3 separate regions of the Mus musculus genome follow, and regions 2 and 3 are each linked to region 1. The links are chromatin contacts, called in public HiChIP or PLAC-seq and promoter capture Hi-C maps. All regions are on one chromosome and are shown on one strand. Each heading gives the region's core, a stretch centred on a gene start, on an enhancer-like site or on the middle of the called end of the contact. The rest is flanking DNA. Distances are from core to core; before and after follow the strand shown.

Region 1 (3,296 bases), core at 563-3,062:
CACACAAGGCCCAGTGCATGTATGGCTCAGGACACACGTGGCCCAGTGCATGTATGCCTCAGGACACACATGGCCGAGTGCTGGTATACCTCAGGACACACATGGCCCAGTGCATGTATGGCTCAGGACACACATGGCCCAGTGCATGTATGCTCAGGACACACATGGCCCAGTGCATGTATGGCTCAGGACACACATGACCCAGTGCATGTATGCCTCAGGACACACATGGCCCAGTGCATGTATGGCTCAGGACACACATGGCCCAGCATGTATGCCTCAGGACACACATGGCACAGTGCATGTATGCCTCAGGACACACATGGCCCAGTGCATGTATGCCTCAGGACACACATGACCCAGTGTATGTATGGCTCAGGACACACATGGCCCAGTGCATGTATGGCTCAGGACACACATGACCCAGTGCATGTATGCCTCAGGACACACATGGCCCAGCATGTATGCCTCAGGACACACATTACCCAGTGCATGTATGGCTCAGGACACACATGGCCCAGTGCATGTATGCCTCAGGACACACGTGGCCCAGCATGTATGCCTCAGGACACACATGGTCCAGTGCACGTATGGCTCAGGACACACATGGCCCAGTGCATGTATGCCTCAGGACACACGTGGCCCAGTGCATGTATGCCTCAGGACACACAAGGCCCAGTGCATGTATGGCTCAGGACACACATGGCCCAGTGCATGTATGCCTCAGGACACACATGGCCCAGTGCATGTATGGCTCAGGACACACGTGGCCCAGTGCATGTATGGCTCAGGACACACATGGCCCAGCATGTATGACTCAGGACACACGTGGCCCAGTGCATGTATGACTCAGGACACACGTGGCCCAGTGCATGCATGCAACCTCAGTACTGAAGGTATTTTTGAAGACAGGAGGATATCTGTGGCTTGCAAAGCTGCTGGACAAAATAAAATGAATAAACAAATGTATCAACTCCAAGTTCCAAGAATCAAAGAAATAAGGGAGAGGGAGGGGGGAGGGAGGGAGAAGGGAAAGAGAGGGAAAGAGAGAGCACCCTCCTCTGGCTTCTATGTGCACACACAGGCATTTACACACATGTATATACATCATACCCACACCCACATACATGCACACTAAACAGAAAGGAGAGAAAGAAAGAGAGGAGGCCAGGGAGGGAGAAGGGCAGGGGTGAGGAAAGGAAAGGGAATGTAGGCCAATGAGATTGCTCAACAGGTAAAGGCACTGTCTGCCAAGCCTGCGGCCTGAGTTCAATCCCCAGGACCCACATGGTGGAAGGAGAGGACACACACACACACACTATTTATAGACATAAATATATAATCTTTTTAAGGGAAAGAAATGAAGGGCTAGGAATAATAATGTACATCTTTAGTCTCAGCACAGGGGAGGCAGAGGCAGGCAAATCTCTGAGTTCAAGGTTAGCCTGGTCTACATAGAAAGTACCAGGACACCAGGGCTACATAATAGACCCTTATCTTAAACACACACACACACACACACACACACACATACACACGGAAGAGAGAAGAGAAAGGAAGGGGGAGAGGAGGAGAAGGAAACAAGATTGCGGATAGACAGCTATGCCACAGCACTTGGGAGATGGGGCTCTCAGGACTTGACTGTTTATTCCTTGGTGGCTGGGAATGGCTGAATCTCTCCAGGTCCCCTCTCCATACCCTGCTTACCAGTGCAGAGAGCCTCCCAGCCCGCAGAAGAATTCTGAGAAGGCCAGATCTGACCCGGGGAGCGGCCTCCATGTCTGGCCTCCACCCATTCCTCCAGCCAGGAGAGGCAGGGTGACCTCACAGATGCCACAGGGTGGGGGTCCAGTTGCCATGGGGACCCAGTTGCCACATGACACACTACCCTTTGCCATAGCTCCCTTTACCTGCTCCTCTGAGGTCAAGTCTGGCTCCATGGTCATCACAGATGTCTAGCCTTAGGATCAATTGTCTACCTACTATCGGGAAAAAACTCAGAGCCCATTTCAGAATCGCCTAGTTTACCGCCAGATGTGGGGGTTGAGTGGTAGGGAGATAGGGATGTAGAGAAAGAAGAACAAAATGAAGGAGGGAGGAGATGGGCTCTCTATGGCCTTACTTTCCAAGTTGGACCGCAAGGGTAGCAGTGTTGCCATAGGAGAAGCCTCAGTTTAGCATCCTCAACTGAGACCCCTCTGTCCTCACCGCCCCCCCCCCAGGCCTCTTTCTCTGTCCCTTCCCTCTCCCCATCAGTTTCAGGCTGAAGAACCAGTGTGCAGTCTTGCAGTTTCCCCATTCAGAGGAGCAGGGATGACCAGCTGGGAGTACAAAGGAATCAGTGTACGCTGCCTTGCACCACGCCAGGGGGCGCCATTCTGCTTTCCTCCCTGGAGAAGCGTGCTCACATCCCCAGAACAAGACCTAAAAGAGCTCCGAGCAGGTGCAGTACCGCGATGCGGTCGCGTGAGGGCAGAAGACACCGCAGGGGCGAGCAGGGCGCTTGACAGGCAGGATAAAGTTTCTCATTTTGCAAGGCTGATTTCCTGGTAACAACCTCCTGGAAACACCTGAGAGAGCTCCCTGTGCATTTCCAGTCAATGCCTGGGTTACAAGAAGGGAACCACCCGGAGATAATGAGACTCACAGTCTTCCTTTTATTTAACCCTCTTGTTAATATGTGCAGAACTCGGGATTGAAAACGGGGCTTTGCAAGCCATGCAACCCCACCTGGCCTCCATTTCTCCGTGTCTCTAAGGCAAACTTCCGAGTCTTCTGCCCCGCGTCCTGCTATTTCCAGTTTTTTAACGTGACTTTTTTTTTTTTTAATTTCTGTGGCTTGGAAAAAGCTGGATTTAAAAAAAAAAGATTTATTTATTTATTATATGTAAGTTCACATGCCATTAATACTCGGGAGGCAGTGGCAGGTGGATCTCTGGGTTCAAAACCAGCCTGGTCTACATAGTGAGTTCCAAGACAGCCAGGGCTACACAGAGAAACCTTGCCTTGAAAAAATGAGAGGGAGGGAGGGAGGGAGAGAGAGAGAGGTTGAGAGAGAGAGAGAGAGACCGACCCTGTCTCAAAAAGAAAGAAAAGGAAAAGAAATCAAATACCTGGCCAGTTGGTAAAGCACTTGCTGTCAAGACTGTTGACCTGAGTTTGGCCCCAGACCAGAGATACACACAGTATAAGGAGAGAATCGATTCTGCTGGAATTTGGAGGTGGTAAAGTACGTGGCTAACAGGTGCAAGACTGAGTTCCACGTCCAACACAGAAAAGAAAAACAAGAAAAGAAA
Region 2 (3,565 bases), core at 377-2,876, 260 kb after region 1:
CCGTAGCAGTGAGAACATCTTCTTCATTGTGTCCTTTGATGTAGGACATGTTTAGGTAAGCCCTGGGTTCACTTGTATTAGGTCATTTGAGTTTGATCCAGTTATTTCAACAGTAATCATTTCCCTGCATTTGTTACCTGGGCCCTTCCCCCCCGCCCCCTGCAGAAGCTGTTTAGGAATCCTTTCCCAGCAAACATGTTCAGCTGGAAGGCTGAGAGTCATGAATCAGAAGCTTCGCCAAGTTCAGGATAAGTTACACAGTCACTGGGAGACACACTCCTCTCCCTCTTCTTTGACGGGGTCTCATGCAGCCTTAAACTGGCCTCAAACTTTAAACGCAGTCAAGGATGACCTTGAACTCTTGGTTTTCCTGGAACTGCAAGTAAACCTCAAAGTTGATTCAAACAAGTCCCTCTGGGCATGCAACGTCAGCTGTGGGTCACCTCCTCCTTCTATTGGGTCTGTTATCACTGCTTTTCACTCCCCTCTTTCTTTTCTCTTTTTGTCCTTCCTCAACCCCCCAGAGAAAACCTCTGCATATCCCTGGTTGTCCTGGAATTCACTCTGTAGACCAGGCTGGCCTTGAACTCAGAAATCCACCTGCCTCTTCCGCCAGAGTGCTGGGATAAATGTGTTCATCACAGTCCCTGGTCCAGAAGTTCTTTCAAAAGAGAAATATTTATGTCCTCAGTACTTGGTCCAATGCACAGAACACAGGCAATGTTTTATCCAGAACTGAATTCCCTGACAGTGAAGTGGAATGCTAAAAGTATGAGCCAGGTGCAAAATACTCAGGAAGAGCCGCAGTGTGACCTGGATGTTGGAAAAGTAGTTGATTCAATCAGAAGAAATTTCCAGGTGGGTAGCTGAGAATTCGAAGACCAGAAGTCAAAATGAAGGAAGGTGTGATAATGACTCCGGAACACAGCTATTTAGACAATGATGACACAGATCTCCTTTTAGGTGAACATGCAGCGCATAAATAATTCCTTGAAGGGTCAGGGGTCATGGGGGATTAAAGGACTTGATAACAGCCTAAAACTCACTAGTGAAAACCAACTTCTACAAATTGTCCTCTGTGCCATATACATGTAAAGAAAAAAAAAAAAAAGAAAGAAAGAAAGAAAAAGAAAAGAAAAAAAGAAAATTCCAACCCCTTTGACCCCAGCACTTGGGAGGCAGAGGCTGGTAGATCTCTGAGTTCAAGGCCAGCCTGGTCTATAGAGTGAGTTGCAGGACAGCCAGGGCTACACAGAGAAGGAAACCCTGTCTCGGAAAAGCAAAATGAAATAAAATTTTCCGGTCAAATGCCATGGCACAGAGCACCGGAGAGGCAGAATCAGGTGGTTGTGAATTCGAGGTTGGCCTGGTCTACAGTATTGAAAATTCCCGGGCATGCATTGAAGCAGCAGGTAGGGAAAGTGGTGACTTGGAAACCTCATCCCACCACCACCCTCGCAGCCTCGCCTGGCCCACACCACGTGCGGACGACGATGGGCTCAGCCTGGCAGCAAGAGGGCAAAGGGTCTCTGGAGGCGCACAGCAGGGACGCCCCCGGGCGGGTGCGCAAGCGCGCTGAGGCCTTGAGGGCCCAAGGGGCGGGCGGGTGCGCGCGCTCCCTCGCGCACGCGCGCACGGAGGGGGGGCGACGGCCGCGGTGACGTGCTGCGGTGGCAGCGGGTGGACGGCGACGCGTGAGGCGCGTGATATCCCGCGTCTTGGGAGCACTGTCCCGGCCCCCAGCCACTCCCCGCCGCCGCCATGTCCGGCCGTTCGGTCCGGGCCGAGACCCGTAGCCGGGCTAAAGATGACATCAAGAAGGTGATGGCGGCCATCGAGAAAGTGCGGAAATGGTGAGGGGCGGGAGCGGAGGGGTTGCTGACGTGGGGTTGCGGGAAAGCCGGCGCGGAGGCTCGCCATACAGGAACAGGCAGGATGGGAACCAAGAGGCCGGCCCTGGGGGGAGGGGGCCGGAGCCAAAAAGCGAAAGGAGGGCGCGCCGGTATCGGCGTGAATTCAGAGTCCGCGTTCCCTGTAGCCAATCAGAAAGACGGTCGGCTCATGGCCCCTCCCATAGCTGTCATTAGCCGCTTCCGGCCGCTCTGCCTGGGGCGGGGCCTGGCGCTGCACAGTTGCACTTCCGGTGGAGACCTCGCGGAAATGCTGCTTGGCGGCTCCGGGTTCGGTTTCCGCTCCTGCGCAGCACAAGTGTCCGGTGATGTCCGTTGTTGCCGACTATTATACGATATAAGTGGTCGAAATTAAGCGGAAGTTTGTAAACATGGCACTTTTGGAACAGAAATTCCTGATATCTTGGATCCTTAGCCAGCCCACTCGCCATAGGTTTGCTCTTGGCGACCAAGGTACCCTGACCCTGCAAATGTTTATTGCAAACCCAGAACAATTAGCGAACAATTTAGGTCAGGATTTTATTGCTTTAAATTGTTCTGAACCAAGCCTCTGAGCCATTCACTTCACTTAACGATTTGTAATTTCCTTACTGTTTTTTGACCGGAGCTCCCTGAGGACCGCAGGCTGGCTTTAGGCTGGCAGTGATTCTTCTGCCTCAGTTTACCCAGTAGCTAAGAGGCCGCGAGAGTGGTTTGTTTGTTTTTGAATCAGTGTCCCCAATCCTTTGGCTGTCCTGGAACTCTCTTTGTAGGCCAGGGTGGCCTTGAACTCTCAAAGACCCACCTGTCTGTGTTTCCCAAGTGTTGGAAAATGTCTGCATCTTATGGCATTCCTCTGTTCCTATGTAATTCTCAAGTCTCTACCCCCTTTTGTTTTTTATTGGTAAGGAAAAGTATGTAGGCTAGAAAAATGGCTCAATGGTCAAAAGCACCTGGCTGCTCTTCCACCACATGGCCCCTAACAGCTCTTCTCCAGTCCCATGGGATACCATGTCCTCTGGCATCTGTGGGCACAGCACGTGTGTAATGCGCAGACACACACGCATGTAAAGCACCCACACACATAAAAATAATAAAATGCTCAAAAGAAATTTCAATGTAGGTTCCTCAGAGACACATTTTGAAATTCTAGCGAAGGTCACCTTCACAGAATTTTCCTTAATTATATTAGGTTGAACTGCAAGACATTCCGCATATTTGAACCAACTCCCATCCCCTAATTCTGAGGGTAGTGCCCACCACCTTGCTCACTCGTGATAATTTCTCTAGCACTGAACTATATATATCTACCCCAGCCCCATGTTTGACTTTTTAACTCAAAACTACTAACACTGCAGCAAAACACACCTATAGTCCCCTAGCTACTCAAGGAAGAGCTGGGGACTTGAGTCCTAATCATCATAGTGAAATGGGCCAAATGCCTTAGACCTGTGAGCTCAACTACTCAGGAAGCTGAGACAGGGGGACCACAAGTTTAAGGCCAATCTAAGCAATTTAAGAGTCCCTACCAAGGAACAAAAAAGACAAAACAAGCATTTTGAGCGAGTAGGGATGTTGCTTGGAGGTAAAGTACTTGCCTAGCATGGCCAAGGCCCTGAATTCCATCCCTGTCCCCCTCCCAGCACCCCCACACACACAAACACACACACACACAC
Region 3 (3,540 bases), core at 379-2,878, 450 kb after region 1:
AGGTATTCAGAAAGCTGCTCGTCATACAAAGCTTATACCTGCTTGTGCTCCGAGCTGGCGCACGGTCTCAGCCCTTCCCCCATCCTGGGCAAGGCCACACAATCTGCCTGTGTAGGTTATCGTAAGGGAACCCAACAGAGGCCGCCGCCTCAGTCTCGTGGTGTGTGACCCACTTCCCACCTGATTCTGGATGACCTTGGGACACAGGTGTTGCCGGGAAAGGGGAGGGGATGGGAGAAGGGGCAGACACCAGGCAGTGGCATCTATGTCCAGCTGGCTGCCCCGGGTCTCCGTGTCAGCTTCCCCATTCTGGGAGGAAGGAAAGGCTTCAGTGACCAGAGAGAGCTGCTTGTTTGAGGCCCTAGTGGGAGGCCTGCTGGACCACAAGAAATCAGGTAATGCGGTAGTGGGATGTGGGTCGAGTTGCTGCTATCTTGCTCAGTGGAGACTTTGTTTCTGTTTTGGAAGATGAACACCCAAGGCTCTTTTTATCTCAGACTCTGTGAGGACAGTGTTACCCTGGGACAAGGGACATTGCTCTTGTTGTTCAGGATGTAGCTACTGAGTAGATACTGACTTACCAAGCATGCTTAAGGCCCCCAAGGGGTCTATACCCAGAACTATTTAAATTGTGTATAGTGGAGCACACCTGCAATCCCAGCTACATACAGGGTTCAAGGCCACCACCGTCCACAGGACCCCTATCCCAAAAAGAAAAAGTAACAATCTGGCTTTAAGATTGCTTAGGCGGCAGGTTCCTGGTGCTCCCTGCCTTTAATCCCAGCACTTGACAGGAAGAGGCAGGCAGAGCTCTGTGAGTTGGAGACCGGCGTGGTCTACAGAGAGAGTTCCAGGACAGCCAGGGCTACACAGAGATTCCTTGTCTTGAAAACAAAAAAATAAACAAAAAGTGCCTGGCTTGAAGGTGTATATTACAGATTTCTGGGTCTCAAGAGAGAATCTTCCTTGAAGTTGAATCCCTGCCTGGAACTGGGGCTCTGGAATCTCTAGAATAGCAGTTCTCAACCTTCTAACACTACAGCCCTCAACACAGTTCCTCATGCTGTGTGACCCCCCCCAACCATAACAAAGTATTTTTGTTGGTACCTCATAACTAATTTTGCTACTGTTATAAACATCTGTATTTTCCCAGTGGTCTTAGGCAACCACCTTGAAAGGGTTGTCGGAACCTCAAAAGGGTTGCAATCCACACACTGAGAATCATTGCTTCAGGACAATTTCATGAGTGGCTGTTCATGCGCAAGGCTCTGGGTTCAATCCCCCCCAGATGCTGGGGTTACATGGGGGAAGGTCCTAGCTCAATGTGACGTTTGTGATGCTAGAGATTGAACCCAGGACCTCATGTATGGAGAAAAAACTCTGAATTAGACTTGCAGTTGATCTATATATCCAGACTCATAGTGGCCATTGTTTTCCACTTAAGTCCTTTTTTCCCAGACGGGGAAACTGAGGCTCAGAGTCATAGTAGGCGCTAGGATCAGAATCCAGGGCTGGCATCCTTTTCTCCCTAGGCTTTCAGCAGCCCTGGGGGAAGGGAAAATATGACAGAGGGAGGGGGCGGCAGGATAGAGGACTGACTGCCACCTGTGTTGCAGCTGAGCTGTGCGCATGGCGTGGCGGCTGACTGTGCCGGAACTCCAGGACCAGCTGCAGTGTCCCATTTGCCTGGAGGTCTTCAAAGAGCCTCTGATGCTACAGTGCGGCCACTCCTACTGCAAGGACTGCCTGGATAACTTGTCCCAACACCTGGACTCCGAGCTATGCTGTCCTGTGTGTCGTCAGTCAGTAGACTGCAGCAGCTCCCCGCCTAATGTCTCCCTGGCCCGGGTGATAGATGCTCTGAGGCTGCCGGGGGACATAGAGCCCACCGTCTGCGTGCACCACCGAAACCCTCTCAGCCTCTTCTGCGAGAAAGACCAGGAATTCATCTGTGGTCTCTGTGGCCTGCTGGGCTCCCACCAACACCACCGAGTCACACCAGTCTCCACCGTCTACAGCCGCATGAAGGTGCGAGGGGCGGGCGGGCCGCTAGCGGGAGGAGCAGAGCAAAGGGCGGCTCTCCTGAGTGCTGTCTTGCGCCTCCACGCGGTAGAGGAAGGCTACTGCACCAGGGCTCCATTTCTCCAACTCCATCTTGCGCACATACTCAAGTATGGCGCACATACTCAAGCATGCATTCATTCATTGGTTTTTAATACTTATTTGATTATTGACTGCTTGACTGTGCACGCGTGTACCACGGCATGCACGTAGAAGTCAGAGGACATTTTGTGGAAGTCAGTGCTCTTCTTCCACGTAGGGGTCTCTTCATTGGTTTTTGAAGAGTTGCTTATATACCAGGGTCCTGAGGATCGTAGCTGCAGGAATGACAGCGAGTCCCTTGCCAGACTTTTCCTATTCTTTTACCTTGTGTCTTTGGCTTGCTTTATTTTGTTTTGCTTGCTGTCCTACGGATGGAATCCAAGGCTTAGTTTATAGCTTAAGCAGCATTCTTCTACTAAGCAACATCCTAGGTTCAGTGGTATGGATTTTGATTGTGGTTTATTTGTAGCTCAGACTGGCCTTGAACTCACTATACAGCCACTGGCCTTGAACTCTAAATCTTCTTGTCTCATTCTCCACAGAGCTGAGATTATAGGCACGTACCACAATAGATTTCTTTCTTTTTATATTCTTTATTCATTTATGTGTAGACATACACATGGAGAACAATGTCAAGGAATCAGCTTTCTTATTCCACCACGATCAAACCCAGATCATCAGACTTGACCTGCTGAGCCACAACACTAGCCTTGCTTCTTCAGAGCTCCTAAGCCCATCTGGTCACAAGCATGAGGGTGGGGCCTTTGTTCCTTGCTGTATTTCAGCAGCTACAGCAGAGGTTCTTAACCTGTGGGGTGAGACCCTTTAGGGGCTAAACAACCCTTTCACAGGGATAGCATACCAAATATTAGATATCCCGCATATTAGATATTTATATTGTGATTCATAGTAGTAGCAAAATTAAAGTTATAACGTAGCAATGAAATAATTTTATGGCTGGAGCTCACTATAACATAAGGAACTGTATTAAAGGGTCACAGCATTAGGAAGGTTGAGAACCACTGGTCTACAGCTACAGTTGAAGTGGTAAATGTTCAAAATATAAGTGTTAAATTTGTGAATTCCTCAGCCCATGGACTTTTATCTCAGGTAAACAGATCGACATTTACTATTTAATTTTTTAAATGTTATATTTATGATGTTTATATATAATATATTTATTATATAAGGCTTGAGAGTCATGTTTACAAGGCTGGAGATATGGCTCAGATTCTAGCACTTGTCTAGAACCCCTCAGTGAAGGCCTGTGGGCATTGCCTCGAGGTAGAGCACCTTCCTATAATCCCACGATGAGGGGCTGGGGATGTGGCTCAGCAGCAAGTGGCAGACAGCTTGCCTAGCGTGAGCAAGGCCCTGGGTTTTATTCCAGCACCAGAAAGAAAAACAAAATGTATCTGTAATAGTTTGAAGGTGGGA

What was found. HiChIP or PLAC-seq counts read pairs in DNA pulled down with a chosen protein or histone mark. Capture Hi-C pulls out chosen DNA fragments and counts their contacts.
Region 2: a promoter capture Hi-C map of adipose tissue shows a contact between it and region 1. The contact joins the promoter of Bcl7b here to the promoter of Tmem270 in region 1. A contact is called at or near these places in 7 of 39 promoter capture datasets (the 3T3-L1 cell line, embryonic stem cells, frontonasal cranial neural crest and 2 more), 1 of 484 Hi-C or Micro-C datasets (the G1E-ER4 cell line), 1 of 115 datasets of contacts at active chromatin or transcription factors (embryonic stem cells) and 1 of 9 other capture datasets (adipose tissue).
Region 3: a contact with region 1 is called in a CTCF HiChIP or PLAC-seq map of embryonic stem cells, with 7 times the contacts expected there. The contact joins the promoter of Trim50 here to the promoter of Tmem270 in region 1. A contact is called at or near these places in 1 of 39 promoter capture datasets (hippocampal neurons), 1 of 15 datasets of contacts at CTCF or cohesin (embryonic stem cells), 5 of 484 Hi-C or Micro-C datasets (CD4 T cells, the G1E-ER4 cell line and embryonic stem cells) and 1 of 9 other capture datasets (macrophages).

Annotation. Positions count from the first base shown.
Region 1 is chr5:134,904,921-134,908,216 of GRCm38.p6, forward strand. Tmem270 (transmembrane protein 270) reads right to left here and starts at 1,813. Exons shown (of 3, transcript NM_194065.3): 1 at 1,708-1,813. The coding sequence starts at 1,779.
Region 2 is chr5:135,166,746-135,170,310 of GRCm38.p6, forward strand. Bcl7b (B cell CLL/lymphoma 7B) reads left to right here and starts at 1,627. Exons shown (of 6, transcript NM_009745.2): 1 at 1,627-1,853. The coding sequence starts at 1,762.
Region 3 is chr5:135,351,667-135,355,206 of GRCm38.p6, forward strand. It overlaps Trim50 (tripartite motif-containing 50), which reads left to right and starts at 1,629. Exons shown (of 6, transcript NM_178240.3): 1 at 1,629-2,028. The coding sequence starts at 1,630. It also overlaps a transcript of Fkbp6 not described here.